Linked DNA regions of Sus scrofa: regions 1 and 3 are each linked to region 2. Evidence: chromatin contacts called from public Hi-C data. All regions are on one chromosome and are shown on one strand. The core of a region is the stretch at or near the end of the contact, and the rest is flanking DNA. Distances in the headings are between cores, read along the strand shown. Region 1 has its middle 42 kb from the start of FIBIN. Region 2 has its middle 44 kb from the start of SLC5A12. Region 3 has its middle 8.6 kb from the start of FIBIN.

Region 1 (3,447 bases), core at 501-3,000, 140 kb before region 2:
CAGAGTTGTTGTAATTTCCAACACCTATAGGATATAGAGGGGTCGAATTCTCAGAGGGGTTTTCTAAAGAAAAAGAGCCTTAATCAGAAATTAGGATTTGGCACTTTTTCTGTAAAAGGGTCAGATGGTCAGTATTTTAGGCTTTCCCAATGATGGCCACATAGTCTATTGCAACTATTAAACTCTACACGTGTAATATAGCAAATATGTAAATGGTTGTGCTCCAATAAAACTTTACTTACAAAAACAGGTTTGAGGTCAGATTTGGCCCATGGGCTGTAGTGTAGAACCTTTCTGTAAACCATGGAATTACAAGAAAATAAGTAAAGGAGAGTTCTGGGGAAATAGGGGCTGTTCAATATCTTTCAGTTTCTGGAGTTCTCATCATGTCTCAGTGGTTAACGAATCCAACTAGGAACCATGAGGTTGAGGGTTCAATCCCTGGCCTCGCTCAGTGGGTTAAGGATCCAGCATTGCCATGAACTGTGTGGGTGTAGGTTGCAGACTCAGTTTGGATCTGGCATTGCTGTGGCTCTGGTGTAGGCCAGCAGCAACAGTTCCGATTCAAAGCCTAGCCTGGGAACCTACATATGCAGAGGGTGCGGCCCTAGAGAAGACCACAAAAAAAAAAAAAAAAAAAGGTCAAAGTTCAAAAACAGGCTCCCTCTAACCTGAGGGCCTGTATGAAAGTGTTCTAATTAAGTACCTATTATATGTAAAGTTCTGAACTTCTAGCTGCATAAAATACAAAGTTGTATAAGGCAGTTCCATTTCAGTCAAAAGCAAAATGATATAACAGCAAAACAAAAGACAGTCTCGGATGTCCCCAAAGAAGCACAAAGTACTAAGGGTGTTTAAGGAAACTGCACCCAGGGAAAATGGGAAGCAGGAAAGTCCCACCACAAGGGTGCAGTTAGGTTGAGGTTTGAAGCACAAATATGGAAGCTAGAGATAAGGAAGAGGGTTGGTCCATGCAGAGGAAGAAAGTGAACAATGGGATTCCAGACAGGAAGGAATAGTGTCGGTTGAGAAAGTGCAGGTCATCAAAGACAAGACTTGCCTACTTCATAGTTTGGCCAAATGCTTCACTCAGCCCAAAGCTTGCATGACCCCTCTGAATCCAGCCCTGGCTTCAGCCTGGCCATCACTCACATGAAGTCAACTTTGTCTGATCTTTTCTTGGATGGGTGTCTCTTTGAGTACTCAAAGAGATGGATAAATAGAATTTTGATCAATAGGAATAAAAGGGCACAGAATGTGAACCAATGAGTCATAGGCTGAGTAGATATTGGAAAAAGAAATGCAGAAAATAGCATGGGTAAGACCAAAGCTAGAAAGTCTATGAACATCTGATTAAAAAAACCAGGAAGTCCAAGGCTCATTATTTTCATGTCTTTTTCCCACTGTAGGGAGGTCTGCAAAGATAGGGACCCTGTCTGTTTTTTTCAAAACATTTTCCTCTGCATTTAGCATTGCACCTTCCACATTGTATGTGCTGACTAATATTGGCCAATAGGTTGATTCAACATATGAGTGAGTGCAGCCAGGCTCTTTACCCAGTTAAAGAGGTAGTGCCTAAATCTTGCAATAACTTGCCCAGGGCTATCTCTACAGGAACACCCTTTTCCATAAAAGGATTCCTGTAATGCACTGGTGTTTCCCCATGCTCTTCCCAATCTGTGAAGGCTCAGAGCCAGGGGGAAGTGCTCAAACCACCTAGTGTAACCCAGCCTTGCATCATTCACACAGAGACGGAGCGTTTCCAAGTTCTTGTTGTTGGGGAGAGATGAGGTCAAACTGTTAAGAGGTCAGAAGTGCTCTTAACACGGCCTTTGTGTTGTTTTCATATAAATATTTTTACTGGGACATTTTTTGGCAACCAAGTCTAGCTCCCAGGACTGTGGAAAGAACGGAAGGTTTTCTCACCACATGCCAGTGGTATGCACTTGAGTCAGCTCAGGACCAGGGTGATTTGATATCAAGCCCTTTTTCACTTTTGTCTTGATGCTTTCCCACTGACTCAGTGTCTATCCTTTATCCTCTCTTCAAATGGGAAACAGCTGGGCTAGAGTCAAGTCCACATCCAAATTCTCTACCCTCTTCCCTCTCAGTGTCCATACCTACTTTTCTCAAGAAAGCTGTAGCTATGTCTGAGGCACTAATCCTATTACAGATGTTTTGCTAATTACCAAAAAAAATCTCAATTTGGCAGCTTGTTGGAGTGGCTACATCAGATACACACATTTCAACTTTTTTTTTGTCTCTCACCTAGGGAAGTTCTGTTTAAGGGCTGTTATATAATTGGTTGGAGTAGCTCTGAGAAGGTGCCTCTTTATTGGAGTAGATGAGGTTCTTTTGGAAAAATATAACCTCTCAATCCTTTCCTGCTGCCCCCCTCCTGCTCTGCAACATCTGATCCATAGTGTTGATACTGATGGTTGGAGGAGTAAATGAATGAATTCAAAATTACGTATTGCATCCTTCTCTTTGGCATGGTTTTACTTTGTCCACAACACAGTGAACTCATTTCCTTGTGCTAACATGTAAACTGAAATAGTATTTGGTAATAAGATCTTGTGATAATAAAATACCTTTACATATATAGTAAGCTTTGCATTTTTTAGGTACTTTCTTATCCACAATCTGAGTTCTTTTTTACCTCCTCATAGTGTAAGAAAAATGTATTATTTTTATTTTGTCTTCCTAATCCCTATATCTAATAAAACCCAGGCCATTGATTCTACCTATGCAATAGTTTCTGAGAAAGGTCCTTATACTATCCTATAGTGTTACCAGCTTAACCCAAACTGACAATTTTCTCTCTTACATAGACCCTTGAAATTGTATCCTAGCTGGTCTCCTTAACTTCTGGTTTTACTGTTACAATGTTGTCATGATCTTTCCAAAGTGTGGAGTTGATCTTGCCACTTCCCTTTTTCTGACATGCCAGTAATTCTCTACTGCCTACTAAATCAAGTCCAAACTCATTAGTGTGATGCATAAGATGCTTTCTTGGGTCCTTGCCCACCTCTGCTTAGTTTCCAAATGACTTGTGCTTGCTAAAACATCTCACACCCCTTCGTATCTCCATGTCTTTTCCCATGTGGTAATGTTTATCCAAAATGCCCTGGTCTACTCTTTAGTTCTGCAAAACCCCTATTCATATTTTAAGACTCACCAAAACACTCACCTCGTCTGCGTCTGCGAAGGTTGCTGTGACTCAGGAAGAGTCAAGTGCCTCTTTATGTAGCAGTTTAGAAAATCTGTTTCTGGCATTCATCAACCTGTAAGAAAATTGTTTGCATAATTGTGTAACTGTTTCTTCACTAGGCCACTGGCTTGTCTTTTTACTACCCCTGACTATAGCCTAATAACTGTCACCTAGCAGTTACTCAACAAAGATGTGTTTAATAAGTGGATTTTACAAATAAGTAAAGAGACTGCAAG
Region 2 (3,288 bases), core at 525-3,024:
AACATCTTTAATTCTCATGAAGGGACACTTCTTAAATGAAAATGTGTGCCCATTCTTATTCTCAGTCTGACTCATTTTGTATGAGACTAAGTATCCTGGGCAAAATGAGTCTAAATGCTCAGTTATATGAACATTTCTACACTAGAGAATAGTTTTTTTGTGTGTTTTTTTTTGTAGGGCCACACTCATGGCATATAGAGGTTCCCAGGTTGAATCGGAACAGTAGCTGCTGGCCTACACCACAGCCAGAGCAATGCAGGATCCAAGCCACGTTTGCAACCTACACCACAGCTCATGGAAATGCCGGATCCTTAACTCACTGAATGAGGCCAGGGATCGAACCCGAAACCTCATGGTTACTAGTTGGGCTCGTTAACTGCTGCACCACAATGGGAACTCCCTGAGAATAGCATTTTAATTATAACTTTGGAGTTCCTGTTGTGGCTCAGCTGGTTAGGAACCCGACATAGTGTCTAGGAGGATGCAGGTTTGATCCCTGGCCTTGCTCAGTGGGTCAAGGATCTGGTGTTGCCACAAAATATGATGTAGTTTGCAAATGCAGGTGCAATTCGACCTTCCGTATACTGCAGGTGCAACCATTCAAAAAAAATAAAAAAATATAATCTCTCCACTTACCCTGATTCATTTCAAATTTAATTTGTTGTTCTCACTAAGAGAAGGGAAGAAAATATGCTGAAGGTTGTAAAAACAGCAAGTGTGAATCACCAAGGTGAATTGCACAAACACAAAATAGAAGAGATAAGGAACACAGGGGAGAAGCTTCGGGATTTTAGACATCATTAGGTGCAAATAGCATAATGTAGTTACTAAATATTCATTTACTCATAGGCTCTACTGAGAGTCAAGATATCAAAATCAAGAAAGTAATAGATGATTTCTAATAGATATGTTCAGATCATGCTGGGAAAATCAGCCTTAACATTGACATGAGAAGAAATTATTCTAGTATGTTTGTAAACACACACACACACACATACACATTTGTAAAGAGTAGGTCCTACTTCATCAGCTTGCATCATATATGAAGTCACAAAATATAGTATTTGAATAAATTGCTCAAACCCTCATTGGTCTAACTTGGCAGGATGTCCTGTTTCTCTTATTCTCCACCTTCTTGTTTCTGAAAACCCCCAGAGGTTGCTCAGTTCCAAGAGATTGATTACATCTAGGTTCCAGATGCCAGGCAAAGAGAACTAAAGAGCTAAAATAGTTCCTAGGCTCGTCTCGAATGCCATCATTCCTATGTATGTCAATGAAAACTTGTATCTAAAATTATTACACATACTAGTCACTACTGTAGTTACACTCTTTCTGCTTCAGATCTTTTCAGAGGCTACATACGCTACCCTAACCCTATCCCATACCTATGTATTGGTAAAGGGAATGTGGCCAAGATTGGTTAGATAGTAAATAGTATTTTTTTCCCCTTGGGCACATAGGGCAACTCTATTTCCTAGCCTCCTTTGAAATTAGGTTGAATAGATTCTGAGAAATGCATGTGAAAATAAGTGAGGTCTGGCAATTTCAGACTTGTGCATAATACCCTGAATACTTGCCCATGCTATTTCTTCCCCATGCACAGAAAATATCGTTATGCATTAAAATGGTGACATCATAAGATGGAAGGAGCCTGGATCCCTGACTGATTATGTAGAAGGTCTTGTGCAATAGGAGAGCTGTACAAGCGAGCTATCAGGGGGAGCTGTCCACCACACTGGAAGCGATACATAAGCCTTTATCTTGTTAAACCACAGAGATTTTGAGTGATTGTTACTACAGCATAAACTATGAGTAAAACAGAGAGCTCACCACTTGATTCCTTTGAGGATTATGATTTGCCAAGAATATACTCATACCCTTAGTCATTAATTCCAAAGCATAACCTTTTGACTAAACTAGCTTAGTTAGTCATGAACCATGTTAGAGTCAGTTCTCTTCTCCAACCATGCAAAGGTCTAGAACAATAAGCCAGATGTCTGTTTCTCCTGTTGCTAGTTCAGGTTTGGATCTCTTGGTATATTTTCTACTTGTCACATCTCAGTTGGGAACATCTCGACCCATCAGAAAATCTCCAATAGAGTTTAACTTCAGAAGCCAGTATATAAGGCATTCATTTCTTTTCAGGAGGCTCCAGATTTACCCAAATGCTCCCCAGGAGTCAGCTCTATGTGCCAAGGAGATTGAGGGGGCACAACATTTGTCAGTAATTGAGAAGCTGTGTTAAATTCTTCCTCTGGAACAGAGTTAGACAAACTATAGCATGCTGGCAAAATCTCGTCAGGGCCCCATTTTGGTATGGCCTGTAAACCAAGAATGGTTTTAACCTTTTTTTTTTTTTCTTAATAAATGAAGAAGAAAGAAGAGGAGGAGTAGGGGGAAAGCAGCAGCAATAGAGGCCTTAAGTGACCCATAAATCTTTTAAGCAGTTGTTTCATTTCCTCCCTGCCATTTTATAGCAGATGCTTCTCTGCTTTAGAGAATCAGGGGCTACAACTAACATATTTACATAGCTATTAGGAAGTAGCTAAATGACATTTTCTGGAAAAAAACAATCTACTCCAATGGGATTTTTGTGTGTGTGTCTCTTTTCAGAAATAGACATAGAAGTCATCATTTTTTACATTTTGTTTCACACAACTATCCTGCTAACAGTTAACAGTGCATGTTTGCATGTGAGTAATTTTGGAAGGTTTTATGCCAAAATATCAAAGGGGGCCCTTTTGCCTGGAAATTTTTATAGGTCATTTAAAAATACTTTTTTTGTCTGTGTTTTCTCATTTTTCTTCAGTAAATAATTATTATTTGTATTATTTTCAAAAAGGAATTTTGTTTAGTTCTGGGTGACATGAAAAATAGATCAACATATCGAATGAATCTAGAGGTAAGGCCTAGGAGAAACAATTTCAGGAACTAGGGAGAATTTTTCTGGAGAAGAGAAAACTCAGAGTTGCATTGACAGTATCTCTGAAATTTCATTAGGATCCATCAGAAAAGAAAGGCATTTAAGTTAGTTTGTGTGATTAAAAGGAATGAGATTAGGACAATAAAGCATAGCCTGCAGGGAGACAAATTTCTGCTCATTATAAGAAAACTTTTTCTGGGGAGTTCCCATTGTGGCTCAGTGGTTAATGAATCTGACTAGGAACCATGAGGTTGTGGGTTCGGTCCCCAGCCTGGCTCAGTGGGTTAAGGATCTGGCATTGCCTTGAGCTGTGGTACAGGTTGCAGACACAGCTTGGATCTCGTGTTGCTGTGGCTCTGGCTTAG
Region 3 (3,587 bases), core at 306-2,805, 180 kb before region 2:
ATCATAGATCAACTGTAGAATTTAAGGAATCTCCTATTTAATAACCGTCAGATAATCTATCTTATTTGAGTACATGTTTTATCCAGCCAACAGTCAGCCAGTGATGTCTCACACTTAATTTGGATGATCCTGGCAGGAGAGAAGGCAAAGAGCCCTATGAATTCCAATAGTCAGAACATTGAGAAAGGACTATTGCTTAAAGGTGAATTTTGACCTATTCTAAGTAAACTCTGCAGCAGTCTGTACATATGGTCCTAGAGTGTTTTGGTCTGTAAGCTTCAGAAGCATCAAACCACCCTGCAGGGTAGTTTGTTATTTGCATGGTACAGATTTTCACTTTTCTGCTGTTGAAAACACATGCTTCGGTTGTCAGTTGTGATCAAGCCAGACTGAAGAAGAATCTGGCCTGCTTTATTTCCCCTCTTTGAGCAGTGTTTTTATTTTTCCTTATCATTTTAATCCTCAGTTCCAATAGAATTGGAGGAGATGAGAAAAGGTAGAGAGAGAGAGTATGAGAGAGCAAACTTATTGGTCTCACTTCAGTTTGCAAGCACTTTGTTCAGCAGCCACATGGAGAAACCAGCAGCAGACACTCAACCTCAATCTGTTGAGGTTGTGGGGATCATGGGGTGTGAAGAGTTTGCAAATTGAAGTGTACAGTGAGGATCATAGGAGAGGGTCCCGCAAAGACTGATGATTTGAAGGAGTAGCAATTCCCATCTGATCGCCACATCTTTTAAGCCACGAGCCGCTGACTGATGTTACTGAGGAGCAATGGGGCTGAGTCAGTATCCTTATTTAGGGCATTCTGCTGTTTCTGGTCTCAATCAACTCATAAAGCCCACTAAATGGCCAAAGAGATACCCCTTAAAAAATCATCTGGGGTGGGGAATGCAGGGTTGTGACAGGCTCAACATTCACATTTTCTTTCTTTTCTTTGTTAGAACAGAGGAATATCTTCTACACTTGGGTTTCTTTGTTCTTGGCTGCTTTTTTTTTTTTTTTTTTTCCCAAGACCTTGACTACTTTTAAATTGTCCTGTAGTGAACGAGTCCTTGATTATGTTTGGAATCCAAGTCTAATTTTTTAAATCTAAAGAAATGCAGTTGGAAGAGGATGATAAGAGGCTGTTTTGAGGATGAGTCAAAAATGGGCTGGTCATTTTTGCCTTTGGGAGGGGAAGTCTGAATAGACTTCAGAAACCTTACTTCCAGATTCCAAGCTGGGTGCAATTTACCCCACTTCTTATTTTGCATCTTTGTTTATGCTGCCTAACAAATACCCACACTTTACTTCCCACCTTCTTCATCTACTACTCTTTGCTGATGACCCTGATGATGTTAAATGTCAAACAGATGGAGGTAGAAAAGTAAGCTCATCTAGACATCTGCCATATAACAATTCACTTAAATATGCTGTTTAGGTATTGAATCTTACTTTGGGGCATGTACTTGTTTAAAACTGGGATGTTCTTCAGTCTGATCACATTCAGAGGAGGTGCTCAGCAAATAGTTGTTGCTAGAAGTATTAAACAAATGATTATGAGGTAACTGACCATGTGTTTTGAACTATTACTGTAAGATGACTCAGTGGTCTAGATTTGAGACACAATTCACTAATGTGGTTAAGACTCTTTAACAGAGTTTAAATATCATGCAGCTAAGGATTATTTGGACTGGGCAAGCATTCTCATTTACTGATGAATTTTTTCTGCAAAGTTTTTGTTCATGACAAGCAATGCTTTTTTGTTGGGAGTGAGTCTGAGTCACAGCCTATCTTATACTTAGCAGGCTGTTATAGCTCATAAGTGAACAGCAAATAAAACAATGAAAGAGCTGTAAAAGAAAAGTATGATATATTTAGTTACATAAAAGAGTGTATGTAAAAATCATTATGTAGTTGATAAGGGGCTAATATCCAAAATATATAAAGAACTCATCTAACTCAATAGCAAAAAAATAAACAATCCAATTAAAAATGGGCAGATCTGAATTGACATTTTTTAAAGAAGACTTTTAAAGAAGATGGTCAACACAGAACTCGATAAGAAAAACACTATCACCCTAGAAGATAAATGAGCAAATGACATGAATAGGCAGTTTTCAGTAGAGAAAATTACATACATATTTAACATATGAAGTACGTAACCTTGCAAGTAATGAAAAGCCAAAAATTAAAATAACAGTGAAATAATGTTTGTCATAATATCTCAGTATAAAATAATTATATTTCTTATTGTTTTAATGTCATAAAAATCAGTATATCACACACTGAAAATGGAATATTAATGGGCTTACCTTTCTGCGAAGTGATATGGGTACTTGTATTGGGAGAGTTAAAATTTTTCATATATTTGGACCTAGTAATTGTATTCTTAGAATATAAACCAAAAACATAAACAGAAATGCTTAGAACGGGTTATGAGCAAAGATGTTCATTGTTGCATTGTGCCCAAGAATAGATACCTAGAAACAAGAGAGATGTCCCCAATAGAAAAAAAATTTAAATACATGGTACATCCATGGATTGGAAATATTTTACACCTTTTGATAAGTAAAGGTAAAGATTTTTTTTAAATAAAATGGGGAACAAGTATGATATGATACTATATTATATATGCTAAATGATTTATGACATATACTATTTATTTTATATATATTATTGTATCATAATTGATTTCCATTTTATTAAAATGGTTGCTAAAGAAAATGACAGCAAAAGAAACAACAGAAAGCCAAAATGGTGATGTAATAAAAGGTAGCACATTTATTTTTATGGAGAAATTGTAAGTAATGGCAGGTTCTTCTTCAAATTGGTGTGCATTCTTCACATTTTCCGCAATAGAATTTCAGGAGGAAAAAGAGAAACAAAGAAAGGAAAATAGCACCCAGAGGTAGAAGAACTTGGGCCACATTCTGAAAGCACTCACCTCCTGGAGCGCCAGACTTCACATTCTTTGAGCAGAATGCTTCTCTGACATCCTGATCCTGGATCTGCACATTGCAGACTCTGATATGCATTGGCCTCCTAAACCACTTGGCCCTGGAGCCAGATACCCAAGTCCTGTGGATTCAGGAACCTCTGGTAGACTCATTCCACTGTCAAAATAAAACATAGAGTGTTCCATTACTGTAGACTTTGAGGCTAAATTCCTAGATTTTCATGGATTGGAATTTTCATTGCCAATTTTAGGGGCTGGGCTGGAGGACTAGATGAAGGAAGATGCAATTACTATGTGTTGTGGATGTTATTTTGTGATGAAGCCTCTCTATTCTAGGCTAGATAAAAAGCTTCTAACCAGAAATCTTAAAATCCAGAAAATAGAGTCAAGCTAAATCATCCAAGACAAGTGAATTTTAATTTTTTTTCTTCCTTCCTCGTTTCTAGGTCCCTTATATCTATATTGAGACTGCTGCTTTCCAGATTTTGCCCCACACCATCACCTAAATCGAGGGGATTTCTACTAGGTAGATTTGTAGCCTAGTTTGTATTTAATAATAATAATAATAAACATAATTCTATAATGTACATGAGAAACTTTAAAATCCACAATGTTAGCTGCCATAAATTTTTTCTCTTTCATTTAT

Evidence for each region. A called contact is a pair of places that touch in the nucleus more often than the background predicts.
Region 1: a contact with region 2 is called in a Hi-C map of embryonic fibroblasts, with 2.0 times the contacts expected there. The contact joins two enhancer-like sites. A contact is called at or near these places in 4 of 47 Hi-C or Micro-C datasets (embryonic fibroblasts and fibroblasts).
Region 3: a contact with region 2 is called in a Hi-C map of embryonic fibroblasts, with 1.7 times the contacts expected there. The contact joins two enhancer-like sites. A contact is called at or near these places in 4 of 47 Hi-C or Micro-C datasets (alveolar macrophages, embryonic fibroblasts, omental adipose tissue and 1 more) and 1 of 2 datasets of contacts at active chromatin or transcription factors (skeletal muscle).

What each region holds. Positions count from the first base shown.
Region 1 is chr2:33,371,926-33,375,372 of Sscrofa11.1, forward strand. No RefSeq gene overlaps it. Among named protein-coding and RNA genes, the nearest start is that of FIBIN, 42 kb to the left of the region's middle. Within about 2 kb of position 1,751, at least 10 of the 83 cell types and tissues checked have an H3K27ac peak or open chromatin away from gene starts, as enhancers often do. A contact at or near this core is called in embryonic fibroblasts, where this site is marked.
Region 2 is chr2:33,515,392-33,518,679 of Sscrofa11.1, forward strand. No RefSeq gene overlaps it. Among named protein-coding and RNA genes, the nearest start is that of SLC5A12, 44 kb to the right of the region's middle. Within about 2 kb of position 1,775, at least 4 of the 83 cell types and tissues checked have an H3K27ac peak or open chromatin away from gene starts, as enhancers often do. A contact at or near this core is called in embryonic fibroblasts, where this site is marked.
Region 3 is chr2:33,338,521-33,342,107 of Sscrofa11.1, forward strand. No RefSeq gene overlaps it. Among named protein-coding and RNA genes, the nearest start is that of FIBIN, 8.6 kb to the left of the region's middle. Within about 2 kb of position 1,556, at least 4 of the 83 cell types and tissues checked have an H3K27ac peak or open chromatin away from gene starts, as enhancers often do. A contact at or near this core is called in embryonic fibroblasts, where this site is marked.